Linked DNA regions of Mus musculus: region 2 is linked to region 1. A link is a contact called in public Hi-C data. All regions are on one chromosome and are shown on one strand. Each heading gives the region's core, a stretch centred on a gene start, on an enhancer-like site or on the middle of the called end of the contact. The rest is flanking DNA. Distances are from core to core; before and after follow the strand shown. Region 1 overlaps Ppp2r3a (protein phosphatase 2, regulatory subunit B'', alpha). Region 2 has its middle 31 kb from the start of Ppp2r3a.

Evidence for each region. A called contact is a pair of places that touch in the nucleus more often than the background predicts.
Region 2: a contact with region 1 is called in a Hi-C map of liver, with 1.7 times the contacts expected there. The contact joins two enhancer-like sites. A contact is called at or near these places in 1 of 39 promoter capture datasets (pre-B cells), 1 of 15 datasets of contacts at CTCF or cohesin (the NIH/3T3 cell line), 4 of 484 Hi-C or Micro-C datasets (bone marrow-derived dendritic cells, cerebellar granule neurons, liver and 1 more) and 3 of 9 other capture datasets (adipose tissue, liver and pancreatic islet).

What each region holds. Positions count from the first base shown.
Region 1 is chr9:101,204,397-101,212,173 of GRCm38.p6, forward strand. It overlaps Ppp2r3a (protein phosphatase 2, regulatory subunit B'', alpha), which reads right to left. Exons shown (of 14, transcript NM_001161362.3): 2 at 6,735-7,777. Among named protein-coding and RNA genes, the nearest start is that of Gm24338, 15 kb to the right of the region's middle. Within about 2 kb of position 3,800, at least 8 of the 459 cell types and tissues checked have an H3K27ac peak or open chromatin away from gene starts, as enhancers often do. A contact at or near this core is called in liver, where this site is marked.
Region 2 is chr9:101,279,233-101,287,009 of GRCm38.p6, forward strand. It overlaps the pseudogene Gm3121. Among named protein-coding and RNA genes, the nearest start is that of Ppp2r3a, 31 kb to the left of the region's middle. Within about 2 kb of position 3,474, at least 6 of the 459 cell types and tissues checked have an H3K27ac peak or open chromatin away from gene starts, as enhancers often do. A contact at or near this core is called in liver, where this site is marked.

The sequences.
Region 1 (7,777 bases), core at 2,550-5,049:
GAGGTATGTCTACAACACTAGTGTTAGGTGGGGGGCCTAGAGACAGAGGGATCCCGAAAACTCACTAGCCAGCTAGTCTAGTTTACTCGTGCGCTCTGAGTTCACGGAGATCTCATCTCAAAAATACGGTGGCAAGCGATAGAAAAAGATACTAGATGCTGACCTCTGTCCTCCACGTGCATACTTCACCCAACCCCAGACACACAGGCACATATACAGAGAGAGGAAGTATTACTTAAGTATAGTTTCTTAGTGTTTATTTTTTTAATAAAATTATTCCATTAACTTCCATATTAAAATATGGCCTCAGCACAGTAATTCATTCATCATAATTATGAAACCTTAGGGGACCTTAGCTGGCTCACTCTCCCTCCTCTACAGGCTGTTCTTGGTCATATTTGACTCTCTTGCATACTCATCTGCATGGATCAGCTATTCTTGAACCTACAAAGTTAATTCCTGTCATATAGAGGCTTTATCAAGTGTCACATGTTAGTCAATGACTGTGTGAGAAATGAGTGACATTGTGAGAAAGCTGTCCAAAAAGACAAGAAAAGAAGCTGATTGATGGGGGAGGCAGAGATTAGGGAAAACAGCTACCTGTGGTTACTTTAGGCAAAAATTTACTTTTTAAAAGTGTTTTTCCTGTCTCAGCCTCTAAAGTTGCTGAGATTACAGTAGCACATTGCCACAATCAGTTTTATTTACTTTTTAAATGTCTAATGATACACTGATTGGATATCATAATCCATAGGTAGCTTTTGTTACTGATCTTTAATGATGCTTCCAGGACTCAACAAAACAGAACGCTGAACCTTATCAAACTCTGCTTTGTTGATTTAATGTAAAATACATCTAGATAGTCAGCAAACCATTTTTATAAGTGCCCAAGTAGTAAATAAATACTGTAGGCTTTAGGCTCTGTATCTCAACTACTCAGATTAGTAGGTAGAACACAAAAGCAGCCATAGATCATTTAATGAGCAGGTGTGGTTATGGTCCTGGCAGCAGCAGGGTGGATTTGGCCCAAGGCCTTTAGATGGCCGACCCCTGGTCTAGGCCAGTATCCAATTTCTGAATATCCTCTTAGTGTTTTCTTTTTGGCTTCCTCTCATAACAGGAGTTTGAATTTCATCTTTATTTGGTCAACACATACTACTTACTCTTGGGAAATTATTTTGAAATAATGTTAAAATAATATGTAATATTGTCAAGACAATCTTTTTAATGTGTCATCACTACTGACATTTAAAAGCACTGCCTACATGCCCATTAATTAAAATGCTTTCATTTCTAATTAAAATGTTTAAGCTGGTAGTTTTTCAGCTGTCTAAAACAACAACAACAACAACAATGACATAATTTAAAATTTGTTCTTAAAAGAAATCATAGGTCAATCACGGTGGCATATTTTTATAATCTTAATACTTAGACATGGGCAGGATAAGTTCCAGACCAGTCTGAAATACACAGCAAGACTGTCTAGAAACAAGCAAACAAAACAAACAAACAAACAAACACAAAAACAAGGGCTGGGAATGTAGCTAATCAGTAAAGAGCCAGCCTAGTGTGTACAAGAAAACAAATAAATATACCAACAACAGAAAAAAAAAACCCATGAAAAACAATATTGTATAAAAGTTTGCAGCAATAGATAAACAATTTCAGAATGGTAGAAAACTTCTAGAAAAAAGGAGAAACTAGTGAGGAGGGCTATCCTATGGGTGTCACTGTATCTAAGATAATTTTGAAAGATCAAGATGCTAATGAAAACACTACAGCAGCCAAGCTAGGTTACAGACCTGCAGCTATAACTGCCTGGGAAGCTGGTGGAAGAGGACTGCAAGGTCAGGCTGCCCAAGCAACAGAAGGGGTTCCAAACAGACCACGTCTAATCTAAGAAACAATAACAATGAATAACTAAACCGAAACAGTAATACAAAAATATGAAACAAATACTGTAAAATACTGAGACCCGACAAAACTAAGTGGTGTGCTTTTTATATAATATACCATACTGTTCTATTTGCATAAAACAAGCTAACAAATTATATTTCATGGCCTACATCTAGCTCAATGCCTGTTTCTCTAAGCTTTAGCTCCAAGATCAGTCTAACATTTTGTGTGTTTGGTATTTGTGGCATATGAATATGTGTACACATGAACGCAGGTGCATGTTTCCACATGAGCACATGTGGAGGCAAAGGACGATGACAAGTGTCTTACTTTGTCATTCTCTCTTTTATTTTCTTGACACAGGGTCTCTCAGACGTTAAGCTGACCATTTTGGCTAGGCTGGTGGGCTAGTGAGCCAGCTCCCAGGATCTGCTGGCCTCTGCCCCACAGCACTGTGGTTACAGATATGCACTGCCACGCCAAGCTCTTTCTATAGGTGCTGGAGATTCAAGCTGAGGGGCTCATGCTTACACAGGGCAGTCTTACCAACTGAACCATCTCCCCAGACCCTAGTTTAATATTTTTAAAAGACTCTTTAAGCACATGCATGTATGCATGAACACACACACACACACACACACACACATACGATAACACTAATCTCATTACATACTAAGCCTAAAATATTTACTGTCTGGCTTTTCATAGAAAAAGTCAATTCCTGTCTTAAACCAATTCACGGGAAGAAAAGATTCAAGGATAAAGGACAAGCCTCTAAAGCAAGGAAATATGGCTTCTTGTACAAGGCCATCAAGCAGAAATTTATTAAATTTTATTCTATTTTTTGATACTGAAGCTTATTTAAAAGAATGTTGAAAGATGATTATTTTAAATCGCATTCTGATTCTAGTCCACATTTGTAAAAAGGAAAAAAACAAACCAAACAAACCTAGGACGCTTTAGTGCCTGGCTGCCGAGTCAGACTGAGCTGCAGCTCGTGCCAAGACTCGGAGTATTACCAGAGGCCCACTCCCTGTCTTCCCCCCACCCCCACAGGAGGTAATGTGGGAAGAAACTTAATAAACATTTAATATGTGGTACCACAATAAGAGTTTCTGGTTATAATGGCTGTGAAAATTATAATAGGTCATCAGAGGAGAACATTTTCCATTTAATACACAGATTATTGAGAAAATATATGCAAATGCCTTAGCCTATAATAACTGTAGCGCTTAAGAAATGATTAGCATTCTGAAGCTACTACACAGGTATTTTTAGTCCTTTATAGCATGGTAAGCCCATCAGTATTATCTTGAATATGAAAAACTTTCTTTTGTATTTTGTAATTAATTTATTTAGCTTCTCTTCTAGTGACAACCCTACTGAACTAAGGATATTATAATAGGGACTTAGAGGCTGTGCTTGCTAAAATCATTGACTCTTCACTTGGATGTGCGTGACACAAAGAAAGATTAAAAACTTGGTGTTATTTTGCAACTATTTCCTTTGCTACCCTAATATTTGGGTCAGATTCTTGCTTAACTCTGCAATAGATATGTAAATCATGTAAAGACTATCTGTCTGAAGCTGCTAATCCTATCCCACCCCAATACACCAAATGAGAGTAACTAAGTCTAGACTACTGAAGTAGCATCTGATGTCTCTAGTCTTTGCTCTAAACCCAAAGGAACTAATTCCATCTTGCTTTTTCTGACTTGTCATTCTTTCCTGCAGTAACACTGTGTTTCAGAAGAAATGACCTAATATATAAGAATCCCACAAGAAGTGGAACTACCCCCACAGGCAACTGCAATGTTCACTGTGACCAAAAAGCATAGCTTTTTGATAATGATCAACCCAGCCATGGTTTACCCAAGACTGCTTGCTTTGCTAAGTATGCAAACCTTTAACCTTTGCCTTTGTTCCCTTTCTAGACCTTTCAAAGCTCTGTCAGCTTTCTCGTTCTCCTGGTGTGGGCACAGTGATTTTTATAAAACTGTTTTCCTGCCTTCAGTACTGCCATCTCTTGGACTGAATTTGGGAACAGTGGATAGGTCAGGTCTGCTGGGACTCTCAAGAGTTGGGCCTTTTCTCTAAAATGTAACATTATCAACATTTGTGAATCAATAAATGAGTTCCACAGAGTTTCCATAAATGTTCAATGAACATCTGAGCAAAATCATCATTTAATAACGAAGTATGTACTATATTGCTCTAAGTTTTAATGTTTCTGGTAACTAAAAATGTGCACACAGAACAGTGGCCATAAATGTGAACCAGGTAGAAATTATTCACCTGATCACAATTCACCTTTTTTGTTCTGTCAAATAATCTCCCTCAGTCCCCACACCCATATGGTATTACATGATAGGCAAGTGCTCTGTCACTGAGCTAGACCCCTAGCTCTTGTCTTCTTGAGACAGGGTCTTTCTAGGGAGTTCAGGTCAGTCTTCAACTCATAGTTGAAGTCCACAATAGCCTTGAACTCATGGTTCTCTTGCTTTCACATTCCTAATTCTGAGATTACAGAGCTGTACACAATGCCCAGGACAAATGAAGTTTCAAAAATTATATATCGGGCTGGATAGACAGCTCAGTAACTAAGAATGCATATACTTTTCCAGAGGGTCCAGGTTTAGTGCTCAGCATTCCTACTGGGCAGCTTACAACTGCAAGCAACTCAAACTCCAAGGGAGCCAGTAGCCTTTTCTGTCTTCTGCAGGCCCTGTACTCACATACCTATAACAAGTACATTTAAAATTTAAATCTTGCTGGGTGTTGTGGCACAGTCTGTAGCCCCAGAACTCACAGGGCAGAGGCAGGCAGAATCTATGAGTTTGAGGCCAGTCAAAGCTATATAATGAAACCTTGCCTCAAAAACCAAACAACAAATTAAAAATCCTTTAAAATTATGTATTATTATTGTCTATGTGTATGTATGATATGTCTGTGTGAGCACTCATGTGCAGATGTCAAAGGACAACTTGTTGAGTGAGTTCTCTCCTTTTATCATTACATGGGCCCAGGGACTGAACTAAGCCTGCATGGAAAGTGCCTTGACTCTCTGAGCCATCTTGCTGGCCCTCAAACAAAATTATAACAAGGCTAGAATAATATTTAGGTATTTGTTTGTTTGTTTATTTTCAGTACAGGGTCTTCCTATGTATCTCTGGCTGTCCTGGAACTCATGTAGATAAGGCTAGATTTGAACTCACAGAGATCTGCCTGATTCTGCCTCCTGAGTGCTGGGATTATAGGCATGAGCCACTATGCCCGACACTAAGTTTATTTTTTAATTTGGTCATAAAGTCTTATCTCTAAAATTCAACTTCTAAAAATTAAATAATGTCGAGGAATATACAAATGACATAAATAACCTGAGAAACTACTTACTAGATATCTACCATCCAGAGCAGAAAAATGACATATGGGAACTACTGAGGCCCTCTGCCCATCTTTCCTGGTCACACCTTTTTCTCTTCTCGCAGGCTATTTTGCTGAACATTGTATTTGCTGTATCTGGCACTTTGTCATATTTTTAGTACAAATGTGTGCATTTCAAAATAATTCATCTATTTTATAACTTGCCTTTATTGCTTTGGCTTTCTATCTGTGAACTAATACATGTCTACATTTATAAACTCTACATGGTAGATATTGGGGTTAGCAAATTATTGATGCGCTTCTAGACCTGTCACAAATTTTCAGTCAGGGACAGTAGAATGTGAGTCATAGTGAAGTCTGTCATATTTGGGACAGACTGTTAAAAACACCATTCTTTTTTCTTCTTGGTGAACTCACAGGCTCTCTCTCTCTCTCTCTCTCTCTCTCTCTCTGTGTATATATATATGTATATATGTGTGTGTATATATATATTTTTTTCCCAGTTTGTGCAATAGGACAACATTAAGGACATGGAGGCTTCATCAAACTGAGTTCTTAAATGGGATGGCAAAGAGTCCCTTCTGAGAAAGAATAAACATGCTCTTCGACAAACACCTCTACACAAATGGGCAAATAATTGCCTTTCTCCAAGTAGTCACAATCAGTAAAGTAAGTAGTGAAAAATTAAAACCTCCAGAAAACACTTCTCTGATTCTAGATTGTTAAGTCCTTGTGTGCATAGAGAAATCGCACACAGTCCTGCGTTGAAGGCTTGCTGCACTGATGGTACTTTAGAAAGTGTTTGAACAGATTGTTCAGGATCATTGCGTCTCATCAGTTAGATTTCAGCTCTTTAAGATTCAGGCTCTTGGGCTGCAGAGATGGCTCAGTGGTTAAGAACACTGACTGCTCTTCCAGAGATCCTGAGTTCAAAAGCCAGCAACCACATGGTGGCTCATAACCACCTGTAATGTGATCTGACACCCTCTTCTGGTGTGTCTGAAGATAGCTACAGTGTACTTACACACAATAAATCTTTTTTTTTTTTTTTTAAAGAAAGAATCAGGCTCTCTTGTACCCTATCCTGCATCTTACAGAAGGTATACATATGTGGTGGACTGCTTTTCTGGTTACCTGGGAAGGATTAATATTAAATGATCTACTCTGTGTAAGTGTCAGGCTTCACTGCTCATGTCTTATGTGAGTATAGCAATAGATTCTAAGGCTAAGTAACTTTCTTTTAGCCACAGGACTTAGAAGGAAGAGAGAGTGCATGAATAGGGCAGATAAAAACAATCTGTCTGCTTCAAATCCTTTGCTTCTTTTTGACTTTACTGAGATCACTCTTAGCACAGAATTTACAGTGGCTAACAAAAGGAGTTTCTGTTTATATATTTTACATACAATAAATTGTATTTGGAAACTTCTCAGAACTCGTGATTTTTGGATCTTACCTTGATCACTTCTGGCGTCTGCTGAATCAAAACAACTGAAGTACTATCTTTGGGTTTCTCACCAACAGGGCTCCTACAGACTGATGGAGTGGGCTGGGAGGAAGTTGTCAAGGTTTCCTGTAGAATTTGCATCATTTCCTTTTCTTGTGATAGGCTCCCTCTGCCTGACTTGCATTCAACTAGCTCTTGAGCAAAGTCTTCAATGCTTTCCATAATTCGAAGTAAGAGGGCTCGGTCTTCCTCCTCCATTTTGTGTCCATTGTTTTCAATAATCCTTGTTAGACAAGAAGGTGAAACTTTTTCCATAGCTGAAGAGGCTATAGGTTTAGGCTCAAGGTCTTTGTGGCTCTGAGCAGTCAAATGACTATGACTATTGAGAGAATTGATGCTTTTACCCTTGGCAAGTGGTTCTCCTAGAGAGGTCTCCATCTTCTGTGAGAATGATTCCAAATCCATTAATAATTTGTCTATCTCTTCCTGACTGTTAGGATTCACAAAGTGCCTCTGGTCTCTGAGATCTGTGGTAGGAACTTCTAATTTAGAATCTTCCTTAGATGGATGAACCATTATTGGCTTTTCAAATATCTTACCAATTTCATTTTGCATTGAGACAGGACATTTTTTAAGATAAGTATCATGGTCTGAAAATTCTTTATGTTCATTTACCTGTAATGGTTCCTGACCTTGTCCATTCTCTGCTTTTTGTTCTTTATCTAATAATGACTTCTTCCCGTCTGACTCCTCTTCAATATAAAGAGTTTCCATTAAGTTACCAGAAGAAACATTCTCTAAATGGTTTATGGTTAATAACGGTGACTGAAGCTGCACAGGTTTTAGAGTTCCAGGATCGTTTACCTCCAAGCTACACAAGGAATCTGTGTTGTTTGGAGTGGTTTTTACAATGTCTGTTTGTTTAAAATTATGCTTGTCATCTTGCAATTCAACAGTCTGAAACTGTCCGGAGTCGAGGGCTGAGAGGTGGACAATATCTTCATATTTAGGGGGCTGTTCAGTCCCATATAATGGGGAGAATGGAGTCAGCT
Region 2 (7,777 bases), core at 2,224-4,723, 75 kb after region 1:
TACTTCTAAAATTGAATTTACTACTACTACTACTACTACTACTACTACTACTACTACTACTACTACTATTTAGTGTGTGTGTGCACATGCATACACACACAAGCATGCATGCAAGTATGTGGAGATCACAGGACAACTTCAAAAAGATCTGGTTCTCTCCTTCCTACCTGGTGGGTCCCAGGGATGGAACTCAGGTTGTCAGGCTTGCCAGTAAGCACTTTTACCTACAGAGCCCTCTTGCCTGTTCTCCACGTTATATTTTTTTGTTGCAGAATCTCTCCCCGAATCTGGAGTTCACTGCTGTCTATGCTGGCTGTCCAGCATCTACCTTTTGTTTTTGTCTCCCCAGTGCTAGGATTACAGATACTCACTGCTCCACGACTCTTACGTGGTACCTGGCTTGTGCATGCTTGTGCTATAAGCAGTTTACACATCAAGCTGTATCCCTAATCCTAGAGTTCTCTTGAAGGATCCCACAGGATTTGCTGAACTCATGGTAGATGCACAGTTTATATTTGCTGAGTAATGGACACACAGAAGGGAGTTTTCCAGTTTACACTCTGTCCTATGTACTCTGACTGTGAGAAGGAGTCTTAAGACTGATCACTACTAGAAAGTATAATTTTTTTAAAAGTAAGTTTGGATTCTGTATTATTTGTGATTCTCTTGTTCAGTTTTCTTCAGTGCGAATGTCTTTCTATTGATGAAATGAGTCTTCAAATGAAAAGCCGAAGTGCAAACCAGAACTGAGCAGTTTCACGTGGTTCTTTCACGTTTTTCAGCCCCAATTTGAACCTAAAAGAGTGAGAAGGTTCTTTATATTAGCAAAGGAGAGATGTTTTTATTATAAAACTTCTAATATTGGTATCAGTATAATTGGCTAGGAACCCAGTTTAGGGGCAAATTCCTAGAGGTGTGTGTGTGTGTGTGTTTTAAATACAACGAATTGCCTTTATTTCGGTATGCATCCACATTTTAACCTTTCGTGGTCCCTAACGGTGTGGGGAGCATGGCAATGAGCCAGGAGGCCAGGTCCACTGATCTACAAATGATCTGCAAACGTGGCAACACAGAGCTCCTCCCGGTCCCTGCAGAGGGTCTGAAGAGCAACACTGAAACCTGAGTCTGCAGGGTCAGGACCTCGTGTTCCAGCTGTCAGGCTCCACATCAGACCCGATGGGTGGCCAGGGTGACCCAGAGCCCTGTTTAAATTTCTTCAGTGAGTAAAAGCAAAGCAATGATGGGAAAAGGAACCAACTCAGTACCGTGTGCACTGAGGACTTTCCACATGGCCGTTTTCTAGGCATCTTTCCACCAAGGACCCTGAGCGCTGGCTGGTCTGAGTCGCCCTATGACTGCTCTGGTTACCTCTAGACATGAGTGCAAAGCTCAAGAGCTGACGGTGGCAGCAGGGCTGAGGGCCCGGTGCTCCCTTCCCAGGCTGGTGGCAGGTGAATGTGGTCCGGAGCTAAGTGAGGGAGGCCAGGCAATTCCAACCTCATCTGATGGCTTCTGGCCACAGCAAGTGTTGGATGGTGATGGGCTACAAGGGAGTTGAGGAGGGAAAGCAGCACCCTTTGATAAAGGTGGGGAGACGGGAGGCCTTGACTTCCACACCCATGGCCAATTTCAAAGGAAGGGTGGGTTACAATCTAAGCTTGGGCCAAGGGTGGGAGTGGAGGAGTGGGGATCATGGCTTGGATGGGGCATCACTTAAGACTTAAGAAAGCAGGGGTGCAGCCAAAGCGCCCTAAGCCCAGCAGTAGTCAGTCCCACAGCTGCTACCCGGAGCCTTCCCATCTATTCTAAGGGCCACCGCACATGTGTGGCAGACGGTGGAGCAGGCAAAGGCAGACCCAGGCCAAGTGCCAGCAGCAGGAGATTGTGTGACGGGTCTGTTCCCAGAATTTCAACCAGGCAGACAGCGGTTACACTAGACAGATGATGTTACACAGCACAACTAAGGTACCTCAAATGGACAAGAAGTTAGTATCAGAGCAGTGCCTCAGGATGAAGCCTGAATGGGGCTTCTGCTCCAGTACTCTGAGCTCTACAGATGTATCTAGAAAATTCACTACAGTGGAAAATGAAGACTTGGATTGGATGGGGAGGGAAAGCCGGGTCCTTGGTGACTAATTGCTGTAACACTGTCCTGGCGGCAGTGGCAGCTTCATGTTGTCTTTTGACATCAGGCGCCGCAGTTCCTTCGGGATGCCTTTGATGCTGTGGGAATTCTGCCATTTTGCCAGTCCTGCCGTGGCTCTTGGATCCACCACTCCATTTGAACTGCTCATGCCACTCATACTGACTCTTGTTACCAATCTTACAGACGGGGGTGCTTCTGGGTACTTCGCCCACATTCTATTATTGTTCGTGGAGGCCCAATTATCATGCCTGTCCATCTTGTGTCATGTCCTCATCGTCATCCTCCAGACCCCAGCTAACTGTGCCGTCACCTACTCCTTTCTGGCCTTCTTCCAGCTCTTCCAACAGTCAGAAATTTTGAGGAACTTTTACTCCCGAACCTATGGTGGCTGCCATCTTGTGTCGCTGTCGCTCCAAGGCTGGCCCCTTCTTCACCCCTCCTAGAGGTGTTCTTACTTTCCAAGTCTCTCTTTCCAATTCTACTGGTATCAATAATGACTGGCCAGGAACAGGATGGAACTAGTGAGATGTTGGGTATGTAACATTTAAGGAAGCACCAATTTTTAGGATCTATTCATCTGCTGGGGCAGCCCCAAGAAGAAGTACTTCCTTAAATGTTGTGCTCTGAGATCCCGCTAGCCTCATCCTGGCCCTTGCCCTAATGTTTACAAAGAAACCTTTTAGTTTATTAACCAGTTAGCCCTAGTGTCAAGCACATGACCTGTTCCCTACTTTTCGCCATGCACATGCAACAAAATCTGCTTTCAGAGAAAGCAAATGGCGTGGAGAGGAGCCATGTTCTGGAGAGCCCTGCCAGCGTAGCAATTAAAACCAGTGAGGAAATGGGGATGGACATTATAGAGTTTTGCTTCATCATTAACTCAACAAGCCATTGGAATGTCATTTATTGGGGGCTACCTGGGTCCATCCAGACTCTGTTTAACCTTCCCTTCATGTTTCTAGTGTTCTTGGGTATAGCATTTGAAAAATGTACCCGTTGTTCTCTACCTTTTGCTGTATTACAAAAATTTAACAGAACAAATAATTGCCGTGCCAGAAATGCTTTGGACAATCAGGTAATGGCTTATTTTTAAGGCTGGGTTAACAATTTCCATTTTCAAAATGAATTCAAATTGACTGAGTGATTTTAAATTAGCTCTTTAGTTTTTTTTTACCCTAAGCCACCGATAATGCCACTATTAATTTCAATTATTTAGAGGCAACATTAGTACATGTGAAACAAGAAGCACGATAAAGACAAGAGAGGAATAAATTACTCGCTGCAGGACAGAGTGACATTTTGACTGACACAGAGCCTTTTTTTTCCCCCTTTCACACACTTTGTGCTTTGACATTTCACTTGGCACAAACATTTCACAAATTCCTGACCTAATCTGAGGTACTGCTGTTTAGCGATCGCTGACATGACATGTTTTAACCTCAAGCTTGCTAGATTCCAAATGTTACCTTTTTTTGTTCATTGAGGTTGGATGACCTCCAAAAACCAGTCCAAGCAAAGGCCCGGGAACCCGTGAGGTTAAGTGTGCTTGCTGTTTGCCCAGGGTGAAGAAGGGGCAGTTTGAAATTGGAGTTGGGGCGAGGTGGGGGGTTGAGATTTTTATTTATTCATTTATTTTTAAATTTTTTAAAAGGATATTGTGTAATGAAAGAAGACGGAGCCATGGGGAACCCTGTTATCTTGAAAGAGACAATAGCCCCAAGCATAAAATACTGAACAATCTAATAAGAACTAAATAGAGCTTATAGTGTTGTATAAATAGTAGATGGGGCTGGAGAGATGGCACAGAGGTCAAGAGCACTTGCTGTTCTTGAAGAAGATCTAGGTTTGCTTCCAGCACCACACTTTGGCTCACAACTACCTGTAGACCCAGTTCCAGAGGACCTATCGCCTCCCCTGGCCTCCACAGGCACCAGGCGTGCACATATATTCAGGGAAAAAAATCCTCACATATCTAACATAAATAAGTCTTTAAAAATAATAATCTAGGGACAGAAAAGATTTAAATAGCAGAGAAATACATCAAGGAAGAATATGTTGTGTAAAGATGTTATTTCTCAAATTACTTTGTGAGAACTTTGTCTCCAGGTCTCTGTGCCTGGAAGGGGTCACATTCTTATTAATACATATGCTCTGTTACACATTCTTATTAATACATATGCTTTGCTAGTTTATTTGCTTTATTGACATATGCTTTCTAGGTTTTTATTCAAGAATGTGTCAGCTAACATTGCTCTGCTATGATATTTAAAAAGTATATGTATATGTTTGTGTGAGTCTACATGTATGTGAGTGTGCATGTGTGTGAAGGCCAGCGGACTTCAGACGTCCACCTCCTTTGTCACAGAGTCTGTTACATATGGGAGCACAGCAGTCAGGTAAGAGTAGCTGGCCATCAAGCCTCAGGGCTCCTTATGTTTCCATCTTGATAACACTGGGTTTACAGGAATGTGCTGCCACGCTCCACATTTTTCCTGGGTTCTGGGAATCAAAATCCAGGTGCTCCTGTTTATAAGACAAGCGTTTTTAAACAACCGAGTTACCTCCCCATCTTTTTCCTCTTTCTTTTCTCTTCCATCAACCCTTCCTTCTTCACCTTTGAAACAGTGTCACATGTAGTCCTTGCTGTCTTCAAACTCATTCTGTAGCCAAGGCTTCTCTTGAACTCTGGATCCTCCCCTTTTCTCACTCACTTTTTTTTTTTGTCACTAGAATTATGTGTGTGGGCCACTCCCCTCCCCGACCTCTGACCTGATTTCCATGGACTAGCAGTTAGAAATGCTTTCTGTAGCGGGTATTGGACAACTGCACCCATAGTACTTAAATAATAGGGACAATGGATCATCTCACTGCCGTAGTCCAGAGGTAGGCAGTGACAGGTGTGACAGGTTGACTCACTGAACATAATCACCAAGGACTTAAGCTCCTTCTGTTTCCACTCTGCCGTGGCATCAGAGGCACCAACCACCTGGGAAAATTGCCTTTTGCCCTGAGGTTATCACCTTGGTTCAAGTCCAAAGAACCATAACTCCAAGCCCAGCATCCACACCTAACAGTGTTCAAGGTAGGGAAGTGGGTCAGGAACAAAAGCCCTTTCTTCTCACAAGGCTGCCTTTATCCAGCAAAGCTGTTTTGGTTTTTCCTTGACGCACATCCTCTCCTCCTCCTCCTTGTGCATCCTACTCACCAAAACTGGATCATGATGCCCACTTGTAGACTAATCACTGGTCCAGAGAACTTCTGCAATAGCTTTGTCCAAACATGATGCATCCATGGGTTCTGGGGATCAGAATAAAACTACGCTGCTTGTTAGCTAGGAAGAAAAGGACCCGACAGTTGAAGAGGCAACCAACAGCATCTGGACAAAGATATATAAAAAGTATGCGCACTGGAGAGAAGCCCTCCACAAGACCATGGCCATAGTAGATCTCCTGTGACTCCAAGGCACAGGCCCTCTCTGTCTTAGTTGACTCTCTTGCTCTGATGAATTACCCTGACAAAAGTGAATTAAGGGAGAAGGCATTTCTTCTGGTTCATGGTTCAAGATGGTACAGTCCATCATGGTGGGGAAGTGCAGCTTGAAGCAGCTGGTCACATGACCTCCATAATCAGGAAGCAGAGAGTGTGAATTATGCATACGGTTCATGTTCCCTTTCTGATGCAGTCTAGAATTGCAGCCTGAAACAATATAGTAGGCAGATCTTCCCATCTCAGAGAACCAATTAAGATAACCCTCCACAGACATACCTACGGACCGTCTCCCTGCCCATTCTGTTTTGCTAAATTGACAATTAACATTAACTACCACATTCTTCCTAGTGGTTGTTTTGAGCCCATAGATGTCAAAGCTGCTTGGCTACCTGCAATTCAGGGCAGGCAGCAGTCTCGGCAATGAAACTCTTTGTTGTCTGGACCCCACAGTAGCCCTGGTGAATCAGTCTTACAAAGATGCTCACCAATGGAGACTTTGTAGCAAGTCCTACAGGAGGGCTAGCAACATCTGTTATCCACTTCCGGTTTCGATGCTGGAAGTTAACCATCATCCTGCAGATGTATGGCAATGAAGGATAGCCATTTGACAATTTTGGGCAGTGCCAAGTAAGCGGAAAATTTCTGGATCTTTTGGAAAAAAGCTCATTTTTCCAATAAAGCTACCAGTGTCAGTCTGAATCACCTTACCACTAAAATTTAATATGATCCTTGTTAAAGTTAATGTGAGTTTAAGGAGGGGTGCGGTAGCAAACCTTATCTCCAAGAAGAAATGAAGACAGCTAGAATATGAGTACTATTAGAGCAGATATTTATATAGCAATCTCTTTTTGTTTCTTCCAATGCTTCTATGCTTTGACAAAACTTCCTCGCTATGAAGAGCATTGCACATTTATCTTGTTTCACTTTCATACTGAAAACCCTATGCAGGAAAATATGACCAACAGCAACTATTAGGGATTAGAAGCAAACTGGAAGATTCTGTAAGAGCCCTGGGTCTGAGGAATATGGTGTTGGGGTAGAGGTGTGAGCCAGAGTTACTGGAGTTTGAAGTCTCCTTCTAGCACAGGCTAATGATATATGATTTCTGAATATTATTATTACTAATTATTAGTAGTCTTATTTTGCCAGTAGGGCAATTCAGAAGGCAATTTGGCCAAAATTAAGAGAGATGTATTAGAATTCAAACCCAAAGCCAGAATCTTCCTAATAACCAGTCAGAGCCTAGATAAAAAAAGGCTACCCTTTCAAATGAATTAGGATCAGAGGAGTGGACATTAAAAATAATGGTTTGAAAGATGGTGTGGATCAGTGTTTCTCAACCTGTGGGTCTCTACCCCTTCGGGGGTCAAAACCCTTCCATAGGGCTTGCCTAAGACAATCGGAAAACACAGATGTCTATATTACAATCCACAATAGCAGAATTACAGTTATGAAGTAGCAACAAAAATAATTTTATGACTGGGGTCACTATAATGTGAAAAACTCCAATGTAAAAACTCAATGTAAAAAACTGTATTAAGAGGTCTCAATGTTAGGAAGGTTGAGAACTGCTGGGAATGGCAGGGATGGGTGAACTGACTGCCAATTCATATGTCTGGGGATCTATGCTGAGTTATTGGTCACATGTAGTCAAGGCAGTATGTGTCAGGAAGTGCACAGACCTTTATGTCCAACATGTTTCTTCAGATCCCTTGCCTCCAGGAGTCACACCCCCCAATCAGACTAGAATTTCCTCTTCTCCAGTGGCACCAATGGTAGATTCTTCCTCAGGTAGTTGGATGCCTGCTAGATTGCATTCCCAAGCAACAACTAAATCGCTAGCCACAGAAATGGAGCCTGCTAGTTCACAGCAAGTACCACAAAACTCAATTTTATTCTGATCAGATTTCCCTAAATTCCATGGTTAAATAATCCATGTTAATTTTCTTAGATCGATAATAGTGAAAGATTGTACAATTGCACCCACAGTCTACAGTCATCCAGAGAATGGCATTTCTAATAGGGTCTCTGTGTTCAAAGAGAAGTGGCCATTGTGTATTGACAAAGACAAAACAAACCGTTCTGCTCACTACGTGTAATTTCTGTCTGTATTATTCACATGGCTGGACAATGAGATCCACG